3 separate regions of the Sus scrofa genome follow, and regions 1 and 2 are each linked to region 3. Evidence: chromatin contacts called from public HiChIP or PLAC-seq data. All regions are on one chromosome and are shown on one strand. The core of a region is the stretch at or near the end of the contact, and the rest is flanking DNA. Distances in the headings are between cores, read along the strand shown. Region 1 overlaps LOC110255481 (a long non-coding RNA gene). Region 2 overlaps LOC110255481 (a long non-coding RNA gene). Region 3 has its middle 160 kb from the start of AGR2.

Region 1 (2,700 bases), core at 153-2,652, 540 kb after region 3:
GCCAGAGAGAACATCTCCTACAGTAAGATCCTGTGCAGTGTCCAAGATGAGGGAGGGGCAAAATGTCTACACTGAAAAGCCCACAATCCTGCCATGCCAGAGAGCACTTGAGAGCCAAGTAAGATCTTCTAACAGCACCAGCTAAGTAAATAAGACTTTTCTGCCTTTATATATTACTCCCATGTCCCATCCAACCCTGAGGCAAAGGATGGCAATTCAGGAAGATATGAAGTAAAAAACAAAAGGGGAACACGACTTCCTTTCCCAAAGTTCTGAGTCAGGACCAAGAGAAAGGGAAAACCTTTAAACTGAAAACAAGAAGTTCAATTTAGACTGTATTTTACTACCTTAAAAATGAAACTGAAAATGGATAGAAATTATCTCCTACATGTGAGTAAGAAAGGAATATTTGATAATGAAATTTTCAAATATGATAGGAGAAAAACTAAGCTCTTCCTAATTTTATACTAGAGCCCAGCCCATGGAGTTGGCTCAGTTGGGATTTTATTTCCTACTACCGTCTTTTCTTTTTCAGCTAATCAGTCAGCTGGTTTTAGGGAGGGCTCGAGTGAAAAAGAAGGATATTTTTGTCCTTGTTTCAAATTCAGGAAAATGTCATGGATATTAGAGTTATTCTAAAGCAGAATTATTTTATTTATAGATTTGAATTTGTATAACCATTTAAATTTCTCTCCCTCATAATAATACTTTATATAGAATGTTGCCTCTGTTCTATGAGAATACAAGGGCAAACTTCTCTTCCAGACTTTTATTTAGCCAGACGTAAACCAGATTTTTGATCCCCCAACTTTCCCACTCCCCAAAGTGAGGCTTTTATTTCCTGATCTGAATAAAGTTTCGTGGCATTGTCTGAAAGTGTCCCCCTTCTGTGAAAGCTAATTTATCTTTGCTGAAGGCTCTTCTGAATTCCCTACCCCTCACCCCCAGGAGGAAGTTCCCATGGCCAGAATGTGCTTTATGTCTCCAAATGGCTTTCGTAGGAGACTGTCTTGCAGACTGATTTACACTGATCAGACGTGAGGATTTTGAAACTTCACAAATATTTACCAAAAGGATTTACAGATACTTGGTATTTTTTTTAATAAACGCCTGTTGATACAACTGCCACATCAGCTGCCTAAAAGATAAAATGAATTACTCATCAGCATAAAATTAAACAAAAGACCCACTAGCAATCCTATAACCTCCTGAGAACCATAGGACAATGAAGATAAGGGTCCAAGGAAAAGGTTCTGGAATTATTTTTTCATCCCATGCAGGATGAATTATGCTGTTCAGGTAAGAGTAATGAAACAGAGGAAGAGGGGAGGAAGTGTTTTCAGGAACCAATTTACTGATAGTAAAGACCAGGAAGTAGTGATATGTGTTGCGCAAATATCCACTTCCTTGTCCCTTGTACACACAAGGTCCAATCACACCTCTGAGTCATCCACCAGCTGTCACTCTCCTGTCTCCAGCAATCTCCCACCTTCCCAGCTTCTTCCACTAGAACTCAGACAATGCTCAAGATTCAAGGACACAGGGATGGGGTGAAGAAGGATTTCTGTGTGTCCTTTTCCCTCTCTGGGCAGATCATTGCCCTTGCCATCACCACCATGGAGTGGGAAATCAGGAGCCAGCCAGTGCCCACTGGAGGTGGCAGAATATGATTTAGGACACAGCTCTGGATGATCTGAGAGGTTTAGTGTTAACAACATGAATTAAGAAAATTTGTTTACCTCTGAGCATTTCTTCCTCCAATTTTCCCACTTTGTCCTTCTCCCCAGCCCCAGCCTTCTTAAAAAGCTCTCCTGGGGGGAAAATTCAGCAACAACCATCCATCCAACTAAGCTTATCAAGAGGATCTCCTCACACATTACCATTTAAGGTTGCTAGCATGCTCTGGGAAATATGAATTCAAAGGCAAGAGCAACACTGAGCATCCTAGGAGCATAATAATTAACGGAAAAATTATGTATAGTGTTTACTAAACCAGAATTAACCAACCAAAAACAAGATTTGAAAGTAAACATATGAAATATATTTTTCTTTTGTCTTTTTAGGGCCACGCCCACTCTAAAAAGGTTCCTGGCTGGGAGTCCAGTCAGAGCTATAGCTGCCAGCCTATCCCATAGCTCACTGCAATGCTGGATCCTTAACCCCCTGAGGAAGGCATTAATCAAACCCACGTCTTCATGGATACTAGTTGAGGCCATTAACCACTGAGCCATGATGGGAACTCTAGACATATGAAATATCTTGAAAGAGACAGGGAAAATATTAAACACAAGAAATGGGGGTTTGGGGTGGGGGCAGGGGAAGTCATATAAAAAGTGGAGATGTTACTAGGGCAATAGATTTGGAAAAATAATTTAGGAAATTGATTAATTATTATGGATAGATACAGCTGCAGAACTAGAAGATTAAGTGGAGGAACTTGCCCAAAGTGGTACAGTATATTCTCCAAAGTATTGCTTAATGCATTTTAAATAACCTTCTATCCATTACAATCTAATATAATCTCCTTTTCAGAATATCATTTCTTCTCCCTATTAAAGTCATAATCTAATTGCCTTCCCCTCCATTCATATTACTAACCTAAAAACATAACATACCAGGGCCCAGTACCTGCATTCAGATGGAAGATGACTTCTCAGTTTTATTTTACATCTCATGTTGGTGGTGGATGCCTGGCTACAC
Region 2 (2,700 bases), core at 110-2,609, 640 kb after region 3:
GAAGGTTTAATCCCTGGCCTTGCTCAGTGAGTTGGGGATCCACCGTTGCCGTGAGCTGCAGTGTAGGTCGTAGATTCGGCTTGGATCCTATGCTACTTTGGCTGTGGTGTAGGCCAGCAGCTGTAGCTCTGATTCAACCCCTAGCCTGGGAACACAGGCTGTGGGTACAGCCCTAAAAAGAAAAAAAAAAAAATTCATCAGACCCTACACAGGTGATTGCACAGCAGGATATTAGGTTATTTTTAGGCAGAAGGAATGGTATATACACTGAGTCATGGCCAATGGAAAGATTTTAGAACAACATAGAAATGCTCATGCCATTAAAATGACTTAGTTAAGCCATCATTACTTCATTGCTGCAGTTACCCAAACTGGCAGAGGTTCCCTATCCTAACTGTGCCTAGAGTAATCTGCCAAGAAATGTATATACACATTGGCCCACTTAACCAGAAATTTGCAGAATGGGATCTGGAGAATCTATATTTTCAATAACTCCAGGTGATTCTTTAGAGAAGAAAGATTTGAAAATCTCAGGCCATTCCAAGGTCTTTCTCTATTCCCTTTAGTCAGATTTTGCCTTAAAGGAGCTGCCTGGTAAATCTTAAGCCATTTCCACTAGACCTTCCTGATAGGAGATCTTTCCAATGGCATTCCAGATATCCATAACGAAGTAATAAATGATGGCTTCGATGAAGACAAAAATTTGGTTTGCGTTAGCTGATATTCTTTCATCTTTCCAATGGCCATCACAATGATGGCTTAACTAAGTCATTTTAATGGCATGAGCATTTGTATGTTGTTCTAAAATCCTTCCACTGGCCATGACTCAGTGTATATACCACTCTTTCTGCCTAAAAATAACCTAATATCCTGCTGTACAGACAATTAAAAAGCAGCTGAAAAGTTTAACTACTTCATTGAGTAAACATCTTAACTGGGTACTCATCTCATGAGCTACCCTTTCTTTAAATATACTTGCAGACAGTTTTCCTTCAATTGCAAAAAAAAAAAAAAATCTCCATTATGAAACTTTCCTTTCAATTATAACACAGGAGATATTTTGATGTACACCAACCGACAAAAAGAGTGTTTGCCAGTTGGTGTGTTTCCCTTATTATGTAAAATTGGAAATGGAAACTGCGGCCTTGATGAAAACACTGAAATTCCAGTAAGTAGGATTAGTCATACTTTTCGTGTACCAGGGTTAGATTTCCAACAGCAAGTAAAAGTTCCCTGAGCTACTAGTAGAAGAAAACATACTCCAATTAAAAGAAAAAAGAAGGAACTACACAGGCTTGCAAGAGCCAAAGCAGGGATGAGTAACATTTGACATTTGAAAGGCTGGAATCTGAGCAAACGCCTTTCTCCCAGAGGAGAAACTTCTCACCAAATAGTTGGCTCATTGTGGTATCTCGCTTTCTTTGAAACAGCAAGTCTCAAATCTTTAGGGAGAAGGCAAATTAATGAAAACCTTTTTGGCTTAACTCCTCACAGCCTGGGAACTGGTGTAATCAAATCAAGAAGTTCCAGCCAACTGAGATTTAAATTAGACCCTGGCCAGAGGAGTGGGAAGGGCCTCAGTTGTAACTGATTGTTGACAGGCCTGGGGCCCCTCCTGTGCTCCCTCAATGAGTGTCTGGGGGCTTTTTACTTCCACTCTTAATAAGGTCTCACTGTTTGAGAGCTAACATTTGGACCTCCTTCTTCGTCTTGAACATTAGAACAGTTACCCTTTCAACTGCAGGAAATATTTTCATATAAACACCAGAGCAAGTAGGTAAAAGGATGAGTCAGGGATCAAAAAAATCTGCACTGTCACCCCCATAATTCAGAGAGAACGAGAGACAAAGGAGCAAAGAAATAGAGTAGACCTTTAGACGTTCCTAAGCATTTAATTAAAGTAAGATTTATACACGTTCCATACGTCTCAGAATCCTTCAGATCAGCGGAGTATAAAATAACCCTTCCGCAACACGATGTTAAGTTTCTTAAATGCCAATGGCCAAATTTAGAGTATTTACGTGTTTTTCTTCCAAACCCTCTATGCACTCCAAGTAATCTCTTTTGAAGCCATCATATCCCCTCACAACTCACACAGAAAATTCAAGTCTTATTCTACTTCTTCTAAATCCTTCCCAATCAGATGAGCAAAAATTAGTAAGGTCTTAGTGAACCTGAGGCTAGGCCTGATGCCCTGCCCTGTTCCACCCACAAACAGGATAAAAACAAGAACCCATTGCCACCCTATCTCCCAAGCTAACAGTGTCCACGAACTTTCCTGGCACCTTACTGTTCCTTACATGGTTCTTCCTCCTCCTAAGTCAGTTTATAATGCATACTCCTGAATAAATGCTTGTATTAGTTTCCTAATACAAAGCACCAGAAAATGGGCAGCCTAAAACAGAAATTTATTGTCTCCCAGTTTTTGAGGCTAAAGTCTGAGATGAAGTTGTTGGCAGGGCTGGTTCCTTCTGAGGGCTGTGAGGGAAGGCTCCATTTCAGGTCTCTCCACCTGGTTTGTAATGGCCATCTTCTCCTTGTCTCTTCATATCATCTTCCCTCTATGTGTATCCCTTTGTCCAAGTTTCCCCTTCTTACCAGGACAACAGGCATGCTGGATGAGAGCCTACCTTAATGACCTCACTTTTGCTTGGTTACCTCTATAAAGATGCTATCTCCAAAAAAAAGAAAAGTGACATG
Region 3 (2,700 bases), core at 52-2,551:
AAGCTGTTATTTCTAAATTATCTCTCCTTTTGGAAAAACTATAATGAATTCCTCATATCCAGCTTTTTTGCATTTTCTATACTTTATGATTATTAAATTATCATCATATTTCACTTTAAAACTCTCACTTGCCCTAGCTAGGCTTTCCCTGCTGTGACATTTCATTAATTTAGAGTTATTACATAATTATTTAAGTTTCTCTAGGGCAGGGACTACAGCCACCACTGACTTGGCCACAAAGCATATTTTGCTGTATTGAACAAATGACTCTCTTTCCTTATCTTGGCTTACCAAAGTCAATTCAAAATTTTTCAATCAGAAGATCATTTTATTTGTTATATTTTCCTGTAAATAACAGAAAACACAAAATCCACAGCACCTTCAACAAAATAGAGGTAAATGTGATCCCAGGTGAGCAAGGATCCATCTCCTCCTTTCTTTTTGCTCTGTCATTCTTATGCCCCGAGGTCCAACAAGCTGCTGGAGTTCCATCCATTACCTGTGTCTTCAAGGTAGCTGGAAGTAGAAGGGGCAAGGTGACTCACTGCTGAGACAGCTTTCTTTAAATAACCTGCTTATTCTTGCTTTCCATAACTTTGTCAAATGGCCACACTGAGCTGTAAGGGGCCACACATAGGTGTAAAATGTAATCCTTGACTAGGTTCATTGCAACTCTGGTGAAAGTTATTTCTGTTGCTTTGGAGATGAGAACAGCCTTTGGGTGGCATCAGTCAGCACTGCTAAAACTTAAGGAGAGAACAGACTAAATAGGTATTCAGGACTTCCTTCTTCATGTTCTTCCAAAAAATTTGTCTTAAGACAGTTTCGGAATTCCTGTTGTGGTGCAGCGGAAATGAATCCAACTAGTATCCATGAGGATGTGGATTTGATCCCTGGCCTTGCTGAGTGGGTTAAGGATTTAGCATTGCCATGAGCTGTGGTGTAGGTTGTACATGCGGCTTGGATCCCATTTTGCTGTGGCTCTGTTGTAGGTTGGCAGCTACAGCTCTGCTTCATCCCCTAGCCTGGGAACCTCAAAATGCCTCATGTGGCCCTAAAAAGAAAAAAAAAAAAAAAAAAAACGAAAGAGAAGACAGTCTCATATCTCTGACCAACTTTTTGCTTCAAGCATCAGTAATAAGCCCATTTTACTGACTGTAGAAGTGTATAGACATTTTACATCTTAAAATTTAGACTTCTTAACATGCTTTTCTATTTGTTTTTGTTGATGTTTCTATGTATTCATACTGGCTTCTTCAGCTTCCTCCTCTCTTTAGTTCTCTTTTGAGATTTGCAGTTACTCAATCAGAGCAGCAATTTTTCTGGCTTTCTAACCATGTCGAGTCACATTGATTTCCAGATGCTTAGGTCATGGACTTATGAATCTTTTTCCTCTATTTTCGAAAAGCTCTCTTCTGCACATTTTCAAGAGGATGTATCTAACTGGTAAGCGTTAGTCTTTTCCTGCCAGTCTCCTGCCCCATTTTATGCCAGTGGGATTGGACTGGAGCTTCCATTCTCTGCAGCCAGGGCTGGGCACCTCTCCCTGGCCTGGTCATTGTTCTCTCCTTGTGTTCACAGTGATTGCTCCCAGGATGGGCAAGTGATGCAAATCATGTCTTTTACTGAAGCCACTGCAGGGGGCCCTGCCCTTCCTTCTGAGATTGTTAGAAGCCATCTCTAGCACTACCTGGAGAGAAAGCGTGTCTGAGAATAGAGCCAACACAGGGGAAAGCATAGCAGATGGAGGACTGAAGTGAGCTTTCTGAGAACATCTTTTGAGTACCACTCCTTGTGCTGTATAAGCCAATTAAAATCCTTTCTCCCATTAAGCAAAGTTTAATTTTTGAAACTTGTACTTAAAGGAATCCTTTCAGCTTGGTTAGGTAACCTCTTCCTGGTTCTTGTTCAGTCCACTAGCCAGCCACTTTGAACTTATTTGTTAAAATGTACCTGTTTTATATGTTACAGATGACTCCACTTGTGCTAGTTGGATTACATAATGTGGATATGAAGTACTTACAGGTTACAACCTCTAACCAGTCAGTGTCTACATAATGGTGCTACTGAGAAATCATCAGGTTCCGTGTTTATATGAAACAAAGGATTGGTTTCAACTTGGACTCAATCTCACCAGTTTCTCTGCTGACTTTCTTTATTTTAGCATGGAAAGATCCTAGAGGCAATTGCCTAGAAACATGACTGTACTAGAGAGGGGAAAGTAGAAAGAGGCACAAATAATGCATTCCAGAGACCAACTGGGACCCAGGCAGTTTTCAGAATATTCTGAAGGAAATTAAAACCTCTTAAGAAACCAGTTAATAACATTTCAGTTCTCCAGAACTTGAACTTTGAGCAACTAGAAATTTTCAAATATTAATGAAAGGCCATGATATAATTAAGAGCCATTTCAACCTAGAATGGCAAGGGACGCAGGAGGAGGGAAGCAAAACTGACATTTGTTGAGCTTCAGCTAAGTGTGAGGCGTGGTCTAGGTTTCTGTTATGCAGAACTTGATACTAAAAACTTTGAAAGCAGAGGCATTTTCAAAGCCAAAACTGTCTTCCAAAGGGGAAATGGGAAGATAGTGTCTGGTATATAGGAAGCATTCAGTAACTAGTAGCAACTATGGTGATGATAGTGATGCTGACAGACACCTGGGTAAGGTAAACCTTCCCAGCACATTGAGGTTGGGTTCTG

What was found. HiChIP or PLAC-seq counts read pairs in DNA pulled down with a chosen protein or histone mark.
Region 1: an H3K27ac HiChIP or PLAC-seq map of alveolar macrophages shows a contact between it and region 3. The contact joins two enhancer-like sites. A contact is called at or near these places in 8 of 47 Hi-C or Micro-C datasets (alveolar macrophages, brain, embryonic fibroblasts and 5 more) and 1 of 2 datasets of contacts at active chromatin or transcription factors (alveolar macrophages).
Region 2: an H3K27ac HiChIP or PLAC-seq map of alveolar macrophages shows a contact between it and region 3. The contact joins two enhancer-like sites. A contact is called at or near these places in 10 of 47 Hi-C or Micro-C datasets (alveolar macrophages, brain, embryonic fibroblasts and 7 more) and 1 of 2 datasets of contacts at active chromatin or transcription factors (alveolar macrophages).

Annotation. Positions count from the first base shown.
Region 1 is chr9:86,749,234-86,751,933 of Sscrofa11.1, forward strand. All of the region lies in intron 2 of LOC110255481 (a long non-coding RNA gene), which reads right to left. Among named protein-coding and RNA genes, the nearest start is that of AHR, 240 kb to the left of the region's middle. Within about 2 kb of position 1,403, at least 11 of the 83 cell types and tissues checked have an H3K27ac peak or open chromatin away from gene starts, as enhancers often do. A contact at or near this core is called in alveolar macrophages and retroperitoneal adipose tissue, where this site is marked.
Region 2 is chr9:86,852,817-86,855,516 of Sscrofa11.1, forward strand. The region is part of intron 1 of LOC110255481 (a long non-coding RNA gene); the gene reads right to left. Among named protein-coding and RNA genes, the nearest start is that of SNX13, 230 kb to the right of the region's middle. Within about 2 kb of position 1,360, at least 9 of the 83 cell types and tissues checked have an H3K27ac peak or open chromatin away from gene starts, as enhancers often do. A contact at or near this core is called in alveolar macrophages and mesenteric adipose tissue, where this site is marked.
Region 3 is chr9:86,212,595-86,215,294 of Sscrofa11.1, forward strand. No RefSeq gene overlaps it. Among named protein-coding and RNA genes, the nearest start is that of AGR2, 160 kb to the left of the region's middle. Within about 2 kb of position 1,302, at least 4 of the 83 cell types and tissues checked have an H3K27ac peak or open chromatin away from gene starts, as enhancers often do. A contact at or near this core is called in alveolar macrophages, mesenteric adipose tissue and retroperitoneal adipose tissue, where this site is marked.